Regions from separate parts of the Mus musculus genome. Here regions 2, 3 and 4 are each linked to region 1. The links are chromatin contacts, called in public ChIA-PET and HiChIP or PLAC-seq maps. All regions are on one chromosome and are shown on one strand. The core of a region is the stretch at or near the end of the contact, and the rest is flanking DNA. Distances in the headings are between cores, read along the strand shown. Region 1 holds the start of Gopc (golgi associated PDZ and coiled-coil motif containing). Region 2 has its middle 64 kb from the start of Lilr4b. Region 3 holds the start of Rfx6 (regulatory factor X, 6). Region 4 holds the start of Lilr4b (leukocyte immunoglobulin-like receptor, subfamily B, member 4B).

Evidence for each region. ChIA-PET counts read pairs in DNA pulled down with a chosen protein or histone mark. HiChIP or PLAC-seq counts read pairs in DNA pulled down with a chosen protein or histone mark.
Region 2: an H3K4me3 HiChIP or PLAC-seq map of bone marrow-derived macrophages shows a contact between it and region 1, with 4 times the contacts expected there. The contact joins the enhancer-like site here to the promoter of Gopc in region 1. A contact is called at or near these places in 2 of 39 promoter capture datasets (neutrophils and pre-B cells), 1 of 484 Hi-C or Micro-C datasets (the G1E-ER4 cell line), 1 of 115 datasets of contacts at active chromatin or transcription factors (bone marrow-derived macrophages) and 1 of 9 other capture datasets (liver).
Region 3: an H3K27ac HiChIP or PLAC-seq map of embryonic stem cells shows a contact between it and region 1, with 5 times the contacts expected there. The contact joins the promoter of Rfx6 here to the promoter of Gopc in region 1. A contact is called at or near these places in 2 of 39 promoter capture datasets (cranial neural crest and hippocampal neurons), 3 of 484 Hi-C or Micro-C datasets (cortical neurons and embryonic stem cells) and 3 of 115 datasets of contacts at active chromatin or transcription factors (bone marrow-derived macrophages and embryonic stem cells).
Region 4: an RNA polymerase II ChIA-PET map of memory CD8 T cells shows a contact between it and region 1, with 18 read pairs. The contact joins the promoter of Lilr4b here to the promoter of Gopc in region 1. A contact is called at or near these places in 3 of 115 datasets of contacts at active chromatin or transcription factors (bone marrow-derived dendritic cells, effector CD8 T cells and memory CD8 T cells).

The regions. Positions count from the first base shown.
Region 1 is chr10:52,380,795-52,383,494 of GRCm38.p6, reverse strand. Gopc (golgi associated PDZ and coiled-coil motif containing) reads left to right here and starts at 1,371. Exons shown (of 9, transcript NM_001199272.1): 1 at 1,371-1,884. The coding sequence starts at 1,597.
Region 2 is chr10:51,415,601-51,418,324 of GRCm38.p6, reverse strand. No RefSeq gene overlaps it. Among named protein-coding and RNA genes, the nearest start is that of Lilr4b, 64 kb to the left of the region's middle. Within about 2 kb of position 1,409, at least 11 of the 459 cell types and tissues checked have an H3K27ac peak or open chromatin away from gene starts, as enhancers often do. A contact at or near this core is called in bone marrow-derived macrophages, where this site is marked.
Region 3 is chr10:51,676,373-51,679,072 of GRCm38.p6, reverse strand. It overlaps Rfx6 (regulatory factor X, 6), which reads right to left and starts at 1,313. Exons shown (of 19, transcript NM_001159389.1): 1 at 1,044-1,313; 2 at 632-788. The coding sequence starts at 1,263.
Region 4 is chr10:51,479,340-51,482,039 of GRCm38.p6, reverse strand. It overlaps Lilr4b (leukocyte immunoglobulin-like receptor, subfamily B, member 4B), which reads right to left and starts at 1,428. Exons shown (of 9, transcript NM_008147.2): 1 at 1,287-1,428; 2 at 1,099-1,134; 3 at 616-900; 4 at 171-473. The coding sequence starts at 1,320.

The DNA of each region.
Region 1 (2,700 bases), core at 122-2,621:
TGTGTACTAAGCCTATGAGACAGTCTCTGACTAAACTCAAGGGAAGAGTTGCATGGTTAGTTTTACTTGTCTAAGTTTGCTGAAGTCATAATAGCTTTTGCTTGATGGTAAGCAGTCATGCATTGGAGTAACCAGAGTGCAAACTAAATCTGTTATTTCTTAATTCTTATTGGTACTGCTTTGATGAGAGGCACACAATGCCATGCAGACTTTGGTTGATGATTTATTAGAAAGGTCCGTCCCAAGAACAACTTCCGAAAGATTATGGACTAATTTTCCACATACTCCCGTAGGCGAGTCAGGAAGCACAATTCCTACCTGCCTACTCTAATTAGTCTGGCTTCTCCTTTCCCTTCCGGACAGTCTACTGTTGGTTTAGACAGGGGTGGAGTTGGAGAAGTGGAAGAGATGAGAGGCAGGACACAAAGAAAGCTCTTGATAAATGCTCTCAAATGCACGCAACACTGGAATTAAAAGTCGTGAGAGCCTCACTGTCTTACTAGTTCGGCTTGGATGAGGTCGTTTCATTAGATTTTATGTCCTCAGTGCCTCAATCGGGATATGTATTCAATGTTTATGAACATATGAAAATAACATGGGAACGAGCACAATACTAGTTTATAAGATGATTACAGCATCCCAAGTGGTTGCTTTAGAAATATACGATCTGTGATGCAGTAAGATGAGTGCTATGTACCAAGTGATAACACTTTCACTTTACCTTAATTGCCAAGTGAAGTAAACTTTGGAAACCTTGTTACCCAAGCAAGGTAACACCACTGAGGTGGGGCAGCTAGTATGTAATAATACATTGGCCTAGAACCCCAGCTTGTCAATCATAGAAGGAGGAACCATTGATTCAACAAAACTTGCTCAGTAGCTTCCATAGGCAGCTTCTGGCTGGAATGCACCGTCAGGTTTAGCAACATTAGCCAGTGTCCCCACCCTCCCGCCCTAAGAGCTGGAAATCGGAAGAGAAAACGTGGCTATTGCGCATGCACACACGGCCCTCCCCGCTCCCACCCGAGCCCCTTGACACCCCAGTAGCAACTTTGCTAGACGTCTGTGGACCGGTTCCAGGCCCACTGTGAAGCCAAACTGGCGGAAGCCGGTCCCCTCTGCGACGTGGAATCTTTCCCTTCCCTTCCTCCGGTCTTCCCCACTTGCAAGGGGCCACCTCAACCCTTTGCTTCTCAGGGTTTTGCCGGTCGTCAAAATGGTCGCAGACAGGCTTGTGGAGGCGAAGGCTTTTCATTGGCTAAGCTCTCGTACGGCCCCGCCCACTTTCTCCCTCTGGGCTGCGCCTGCTCTGGGCTCCGCTACGCACGCGCGGCGGGGGCGGGCCGGCTTGCGGGCGGGGCGGGTCTTCCGTGTCGCTGTCGCTGCTTCAGCCCCGCTTCCTTTGCTGCTCTGGAGCTGCGCTGCCGGCGTTGGCGGCGCGAGGGAAGGGAGGGGACCGGCGGGTGTGTGTCTGTGTGTGTGTGCGTGTGTGTCTGTGTGTGCGCGCGCGCGGGGGGCGCCGCGGTGCTAGCAGTTCCCCTCGCGCGGGGCGGGCGGCCAGAGTGAGCAGCAGTCGGCGAGGCCCTGGACGGCGCCATGTCGGCGGGTGGCCCATGCCCGGCGGGAGCCGGCGGCGGCCCAGGGGGCTCCTCCTGCCCTGTGGGGGTCTCCCCTGGCGGGGTGTCCATGTTCCGATGGCTTGAGGTGCTGGAGAAGGAGTTCGACAAGGCCTTCGTGGATGTGGATCTGCTTTTGGGCGAGATCGATCCGGACCAGGCGGACATCACTTATGAGGGGCGTCAGAAGATGACCAGCCTTAGCTCCTGCTTTGCGCAGCTATGCCACAAAGCCCAGACTGTGTCCCAGATCAACCACAAGCTTGAGGTGAGCCTCGGGGGCTGGCAGCAATAGCATTCAACCCCAGGCTGTCCGAGGTCGTTAGATCCCATTTAAAGCACTAGGAAAATGATCCTTAAAAACCTACCCACTGGACACCTCAGCTTCGAATGCGATGGAGAGTGCGTTTTATACGTGAGTGAAGCAAAGGAGTGCGGAGCGGGTGGGGGAGGAAAAGGATGCAGACTGATGTGTGGGTCTCCAGACGTCCTGTCATCCACCTCCCAGCATCTCATGCGGTGGGGACAGGAGCTAATCACACTACCTGCCTTGTAGGTGTTATTACCAAGATCTTCTGTCGGGGAATACCTCAACTCTCCTCTTCTGCTTTGATAATGACAAGCTAGATGATGTATTTTCAGACAGATGCAGCTCTGATTATTTTCATCCAATAGCCCAGATCAACGTCCGTGTCTGTACACAGAGACATGCATGAACTTAGGGGAATCCGATCAAAGCTCTTGGGGAAATGTAATGGAATATATATGTTCCTATCTACCTTCTCAGTTTACATTCACACTTGGCAGATATTACGGGCAGCTATGTCTTTAGAGCTGTCAATATTCAAATAACTTCTAGTATTGAGTGAGATGGTATGTCTTTGTATTTTACAGTATTTTCCCTAATTTCAGACCTTTGAGACTATGTAAAGACAATCCTTTGCTTAGGTCTCTAATCAGAGCAAGGGGAGTGTGATTGCAAACAGGAATTCCAAACCTCCCATTTTGTGTGGAAAATTCAACTAGGCCAGTATTACAAGATTTAGAAATTATGGTGTACTAACATTATATGGGAAACCTTTTA
Region 2 (2,724 bases), core at 160-2,659, 970 kb after region 1:
TTTTCAAAATTTTTGACCCAGAAGTTGGGGACTCTTATGGAAGAACCTGGAGAAGGATTGAAGGCCCTGAAGGGCATAGGAATGCCACAGCATGACCAGCTGAGTCAACTAACCTGGACCTTGAGGAGTTCCAACAGACTGAGTCACCAAACAAAGAGCATACAGAAGTGGACAGAGGCTCCACACACATGTACCATATATTCAGGTCAGTCTCCATGTGGTTCCCCTAACAACTTGGAATGGGAGCTGTTCCTAAATCTTTTGTCTGTCTATAGAATCCAGTCCCCAACAGGGCTGCCTTATTTGACCTCAGTGGGAGAGGATGACTCTATCCCTGCAGAGAGTTGATTTGACAGGGTTGGGGGGACACAGGTTGGGGGGCATCTTGTCAGAGGAACATGGGAGGGATTAGGGAGAGAAAATCTGTGAGAAGGAGTTAGAGAGATGGGCAGTAGTTGGGATGTAAAAAATATAAATAAATAAATAAATAAATAAATAAATAAAGCCATTTTCCTAACCTTGAGCAGGCTAAACAGATCTTAATTGCCTGCTACATTTGGTCTTCCACTGACCTAGCCCAACTAGGTGGAGTCTTCTGCACTTGCAGTTTTCTGCAGGAGCAGACTGCCTGCTGAGCTTGCTTTGCAACATAATCCAGCTGAAACAAAGGATGGGTCTGTGGGGTTTTCCCTACATAAACTATATAAACACAGAGTAGAAAATTAAACTTTGAGCCTTGATCAGAAACCTTTGTCTTGGCTTTATCATTCTCTCGCCTGCCGATCCTTTTCCATTTCCAGCCTCTCCCTTTCAGGTAACCCAGTTCATCCATGGCTTCTGGACAGCTACAATAAACAAATGAATGACTCATGAAACCCTACTCCTCTTTGTTGAACTATTTGCTACAGATGCATTCAGGAGGTGGGGCAAATACCATCATTGGAATGTCCCCACTCAAGAGCAAGCACATCAGGCTCCATTGATCATGCCCAGCCACTAGCAATCATGGGAAAACTCAATAGGTCTAAAAACAATAAAACAAACAAACATGGATGTGGAAAACTGACTTATTGGAAAGAGCAGACACGAGAGCTTTGATGGATATTAGATCTTATGTAGAAGACTACAAACATTAGAATGTACTTTATACATATATAAACTTGTCAAGGTACAAATTCTATAAGTTATACAAATTATGAAACCTTAATATAGTATAGAAATACTTAGTGTTTTAGTGCTTTTTAGAATTGTCAAGAATTAGGGGAATGGAACTTTTCATAGTATTATTATATGGATGAATATACAAGTTTCTTCTGGCATTCTACATGTAATTAATTCACAGAAGATTCACAAAGAGCTGTGTTGTAAAGGGTTCTGAGGTCAGATCTAAAAATAGCAGAAGAGAATAGTGTCAGATTGGGTAGTGCCAACAAAAATGCCAGATATGTGTCATGCTAACTCTGCCTAGGATTATAATGGGCAGGGAAAATTTATGAATCATTTTACTTAAAGTTGAGATCAAGTTGAAGTTGACCCAAAGGAAAGATGACAATTATGGGATGATCTAGCATCCTGAAAATATTACCCAATGTAGACATCACCAAATGCAGACTGAAAAGAACTAAAATTGGCCAGAAGCTATTTGCTTACCCCCTGAGTGTTTCAGAATAGAGCAATCAGCCTGCTGACTTACTGTTTTGTGTTTAAATCATGTCAAAAGAATGACAAAATGAATCATTTTCATGGTGAGAATCATGCAATGCTGTTTGAAAATATAGAATATTATTAAATAAAAATATATAGGTAATAAAATTCTACATTATTTTAAATATTGTCATAAAAATAAATTTGTGCATTTTTGAGACTCTGACCTTTTTATAGTATGCTTGGGATTTCAATTCTGGATACATTTTGCAGAACTGTGCACTGTTTTGGTTTTGTTTTTTTTTCTTTTCTGACAGTTGGTAGTGACCTTCATAGTGTCTTATGAAAGACACTATGGCTTTCATAAACTTGATGCTGTCCCTTAGATTAAATGACAGCTTTTAAGAGAAAATCAGGTACAGGTAACATACCACACTTTTGTTAGCACATCATTTGAGACTTTATCTATTAATATATACACACTGCCATTGCCAATTCTACTTCATTTTAAGAAAACCACTGTCTAGTATACCAAAGTGGGAGAAGGAGGAAGGAGGGGAGGAGGGAGGAAGGAGAGAGAAAGATAATTGTGCTTGAGAAATAGGGGAGGAACTTTGGAGTTTTATTTGCTTTTTATTGTAACACAATCAATTTATCAGCTTATAGCAGTATTTACTGTCTCGAAGTTTCATAGGGTCAAAAGACTGAGAATCGCATAAGAGAGTTCTTTGCTACAGTCTTACCTGACTTTAAGTATGTAAATAGCATTGGTTTTATCTAAGGTTCCAGATCAACTTCCGACATCACTGGTAGTTGGCAGAATTCAATTCCTTGAGGTTGTAGAACTGAAGGTCTCATAACTTTATTGGCTGTTGGCTGGTAGCTGTTTTCAGCTCCTAGAATTTGCTATCTATCATCAAAGCCAGCAGTGGCATTTCTGTTATAGGAAATTGCATTCTTCAGAGATAATTCAGTTTTTAAGATCTTATATAAATAGGTCCTAACTACCCTAATGATTTCTCTGTTGATCATCATTTAATGATGATCTGATCATAGATTCACATTATATTCTCATTCTGC
Region 3 (2,700 bases), core at 64-2,563, 700 kb after region 1:
AATGCTTCACATTATGCAACTGTTCTTAATGACACGTTCTTATTTAAGTATCTTTTTCGTTTGCAGAAAGTATTATAAAACACACTTCATATGTAGAAGACCTACTGATTATTTCTCAATTTTAAAAGACTTGGGGCAAAAAGTTAATTTGTGGTGTTTTACTATATTAAATCATGTATGCACTATGCTGTAAAAACTGAAAATTATTTAATCATGACTGCTTGAGTGATTTTTTTTTTCTGTTTTGTACTTTTAACTCAATCCATCTGTTTTGACTGACACAGTACCTGCCCTCCTATGGATTAAAACAGAGTTAAACGCCTTCCATTTTTCGCTGTTCTGAAGGATCATATCTCGAAAACATAAAAATATCAAAGAAATATATTTTATGTTCAGCAAACAATCACAGAAAAATTCATCACAGCTTACATGTGAAGAACCTGTGGCTTTAGCTTTTCGTCAGGGTCAGAATAGGTCTCTGTGTGCATATGCAGTGCAAGAAAACAGGTGCATTTGTCGTGGGTCTTTTAAACTTGTGGAAGTTTTAAGGAGAAGCAAGTTGAGGAAAGCCAGGGTCTTAGAGACAGGGGCTGGTGGACGTCAGCCAGTGCGGGTGACAGGACCAGCTTACCACTGCAGGGTGAGCTGAGTCTGCTTCTTCTTATCCTTCATCATCTGCGTGATGCTCTTCTTCTGAGAGAGCTGTGGGTCGGCTGCTTTGGTCTTGCTCTCCTGGGTGTCCGCATCCTCTTCTTCCGAGGAAAAGTTGCCGTTGTTTAACTGCATTTCTGAGGGCGAGTGTAAGGAATGACAAAGAACAAGGGAACACGCGGATCAGTCCAGAGACCTCCACACCCACCTTGCTTTGCACCCAAGGAGGAGCAAGGAAGGAGTTGAGCAAAACCCTCATAGTTAACAGTGTTCCTGCTGAAACGAAATGGTTCCGACAGAGCATCCTACTTTATGTGTATTCAGAGTGCTTCGTTTTTATTCTTGGACACCCTTAGGACTCAGCACCGCAGCCGGGAGAGTGGAGCACTCACCTGATTTAACTCCCACCTGCAGCCCGGGATCTCCGCCTTTCTCACCGCTGCTCCGAGCGCCCGCGGCTGTTTCAGCCAGCAGGTAAGCACTGTCCTCAGGGTAGACCAGCAAGCCCTTGCCAAGCAGCTGCGCGCAGCACTCCTCCGCGATCTCGGAGGGAAGTTGGGGCGAAGGCTGCTCCTGCACGAAAGCTTCCTCCAGTTCCCGGACCTTAGCCATCCTTCCCACCGCCCGGATCTCGGCACGCCGCCCGGGCTTGAAGGAGCTCTGTGTAGAGCCCAGAGCCCCGGGGCGGGGCGGGGCGGGGCTGGGGAACCTGTGGCCGCTGGGCAGGCTCCAGAGCCCCCGATGGTGGAGAGGGGACAGGGTGAACAGGTACCGCACAGATGGCAGGGTGGAGGAGGGCGGAGGCGATGCTGCCTTTTTCCCAAGTGTCTTGCTCGGTCTGGGCAGAAGCTTGCTCCCAGTTCACTTCCACATTGGCTGTCAGTCACACCGAGCACTTTCCCCTTCGTTTGTTCTCTCTTGCCTAATTCTAGACCCAGGACCATTTCTCAACTGAAAACTTCCTGAAGGATCCTATAAAGCTCAGCTCTTTTCTCTAGTGGGACAAGCAACTTCACTTTTCCCCATCAATTCTCAGGAGACTAATCGAGGCACCTGCCTGGTCAGCCTTGACTTGAGTATCAGGTGGAAGTGAACAAAACCCAGAGTACCCTTCCCTGGTCTTTGCACCGCCTGGGTCAGATGTATTCCCAGAATAATGCAAGGATCGAAGAGCACCCTTTTCAGTGGCTGGAAGACAGAGACACTGCTCTGTATTTTGGGTACTTAGGTCTCACATCCCTCTAAACTATTGAGGTTGGAGGAAAAGATACCATTCAAACTTGCATGTGCATCACTTACAATTCCTCACTTCATGCCCAGCAGTGGAACGAATATTTTCTGAAATTTAATAATATCTCACTCCCAAATGACAAAACCTGGGTTTGTTTCGAAGTAAGTTGGGCTTTCTATGAAGAATGGAGCTGGGTGGAGCTTTGGGATCCGACTGCCTGGCTGACTCGCTGTTTTTTTCTTATTCTATTCTCTGTTCTTTGGACAAACAGGCCCTCCAGGAGAAGGAGGGATCCTGCCTTGGTTTCCATTGCCTCATCTCAGCTAATCCTGTATCTTTTGGGGGGAGATTAGAAAGCGACATCACCTTTGAGTTTAGCATGAAATAACATTAAACTGAAACCACAGAGAGAAAGCAAAATGAGACCCAGAGTGGCAGCTGACTAAAGGGACAATTACAGCAGCAATCCAACAGAGAGAGCAGCCTTTCCCAGGGCAGGTCAAGCTGCGCTTATGTGACTGCTTCCTTTTCAGCAGCACTTGCTGGGAAAGGCCTCACTTCTCCCAAGCTCATCTCACCTGCTTCCTTTGGATGCTGGACATCGGCTGTAGCCACACACTTTCCCACACATTCAATGTTCCCTACCTAGGATTGTTAGTCTTCTCTGCCTACTCCTCTGAAAGCCTCCCAGCCTGCTTCGTGTGTAGGACTTTTCTCTTTAGTGCTCAAGTGTACAGTATGCTACCTTTCCAGAGACACACTCAGGGGTGTTCTGTAATGGGAGTCCTCTTTGTGTTCCCAGCAGGGCTCTATCCACT
Region 4 (2,700 bases), core at 179-2,678, 900 kb after region 1:
GACCAGGGGATTCTGACTGCAACTCCTGTATCAAGGGGTGAATGTCTTTTGAACTGAACAGTATTTTTAACCACAGTGCTCCCTCCCTCTTATTCTAAGCCATAGATCATCTTAGGAAAAAGACCCAAGTGACCCAACACACTAAGTGATTATGGGTGGAAGGTGCTTACCTGAGATCATGAGGTCTAGGGAGTTACTTGGTTTTGACCACACCTGTGGTTCATTTCTAAAGAAGCCATAGCATCTGAATGTTCCATTGTGGTTGGGAGCAACAGCATCCAGAACAAAAGTAGCATGGGTTGGCTGATTGGCCTGATGCTGTGAGTCCAGGGTCCACGAGAGGCCATGCTTTCCTTCCTGTATCAGAATGAATCTGCCAAATAGTGTGGATGAGCTGCACTTAAAGGATATGGAAACTCCAGAGGTCACATTAGAGCTGGGATAGACTGACAGGCTGGGATTTTCATATGCTCCTAGAATACAAGGGGCAGTGTGTGAAATGAACATGAGTTACCCACATTGTCCTCCAGGATTGGACTCTGAGAGAAGAGCTCCTGGAAAATAGACCTCCTTCTGAGGAGAGAGCCTGTACATGGTTCCCTGATGTCCTCTCACCTGTCATCACCAGCTCCATGGCATCACTGTGCTCTGAGAAGCCAGCAGCACTCTTATAGTAACAGTTATATATGCCTGCATATGAGGCTGTCATAAATCGAATTTTGAACTTGGTCTTATTCCTGTTTTCCAGAGGGACTTCAGTGTCCCAAGGATTTACACTTTTCTCTTTATCCAGATAATAATACTGGGCCTCCCAGGAACCCCAACACCAGATAATCACAGATGTATACGCAGCGATCACAGAGCCTGGCTCAGCCCAGATGATGGGTTTTGGGAGGTGTCCTGTGAAGAAATCAAAAGCCCAGAACATCTTCCTTCAGACACTAGATCTTAGCACAGAACACACCCATGGAACAAGACATTAGCCCATAAATGTCAATCCCCCATCACCATTTTGAGGAATTTACACACTAGAAAGTAGATTAGAGGTTGTATCATCAGAGTGAAGAATCAAATTCTGGGATGGCTGGAGACACTCACCTGCCTGTACTGCAGTCCTGGGTTCCAGAATAAGAGCTGGAAAAAAAAAAAACAAAACCTTTTTCTCAAAGCTTTTTCACATTGAGAACCAGAGGGCATCCCCTAGGATGTCCATGTGAAATTAAACCTGGCTGTCGAATAGGTTCCCTTACAAACACAAGCATCCACTCCCCCTCATTATACCTCACCAAGGTATAGCAGCACTGTGAGCATGGCGATCATGGTGAGTCCAGGCAATGTTCGTAGCTGTTCTCTTGGGCCAGTCTGACAAATGTCTGTCCTGTAACATCAGATATGCAGTTGTCATCTTGAGGGCAGGTCCTTCCTGTCATGGGTTTTCTACATCATAGCTATTATGAGAAGGGAAACCTCTGTAATTTCCTAAGAGCAGATGACTGCGTAAACACTCATATCTCTCAAGTTCCTTCAGAGAAAAGCCACATCCTTTAGGACACATATCCTGGGGTTAAACACCTTTATATTTTAAACATTTATTTTACTTTTCACTCTCCCTTATCACATTCTCTGTCTTTCTCACTATTTCTCTCTCTCTCTCTCTCCCTCTCTCCCCCTCTCTCTCTCTCTCTCTCTCTCTCTCTCTCTCTCTCTCTCTCTCTCTCTCTCTCTGTGTGTATGTATGTGTGTGTGTGTGTATGTGTGTGTGTGTGTTATGTGTGCTATTCCACACTGCAACTCTGACATCCTGATTCTTCACAGAGGAGTTTTACTCACAGACTCAGTTTCTGTTCCATTCCTCAGCAGAAAAAGAGATAGTATGACACATGTGATATCTGGGATTGTAGTGCAGAGTAATGTGAAAACAAAGTAAAAGTGACTATATATTTTAAGTCTTATTTTACATTTTTATGCTGCTGGTTGGAGTTTTCTGCACACAGAGGAGGAGAATGTTTCCAAAAACATAAAAATGGCAAGAAGGTATATAATTAAGAGGATAAATATTTTGTCAAAGAAAGTTTTTATATACTCACAAATTAGTAATTGACACGTGATGAGTTTTTCTGTTCATGAGTATGTATATATGTGTATATGTGTATGAATTTGATATGATGATTATATGAAGCTAATGAAGTCAATAAGAACCCTAACAAACAAAATAATAGTATATGTAAAATATTTAGAATTATGATAGAAGACAATGAAAACCTAAAACACATTAAAACTGAGTCTGTCGTTTTGGCATAAAGATGGTAATGCCTGAAATAAGTGAAACAAAAAAAAATCTCAATAATAAAATATCTTTATTCCTAAAACATGTCTTCCGGATAAGTATTTGAAAAGTTGATGGAAAAAAAGGACTTCTGCAGAGAAAATCTTTTGTGTGGACCCTAAAGATGCCAAACACTTAGAAGAAGGAAAAATATGACAGATGTGAGGGCTGTGATCTGATGAAGGAATTGCACTGAGACGATAAAGTTTCACTCCTCAGGAAGAACTCTCTTCAGAGATGTATTGTTCAATGTGGCACATGTTATGTACAGTAACACCTATATAGCAATTAAGTGTTGAATTCACAAATCTAATGTTTTGCATATGTGTTGAGAGATATATCATCTTGAATTATTCCTTACACAATGTATATCT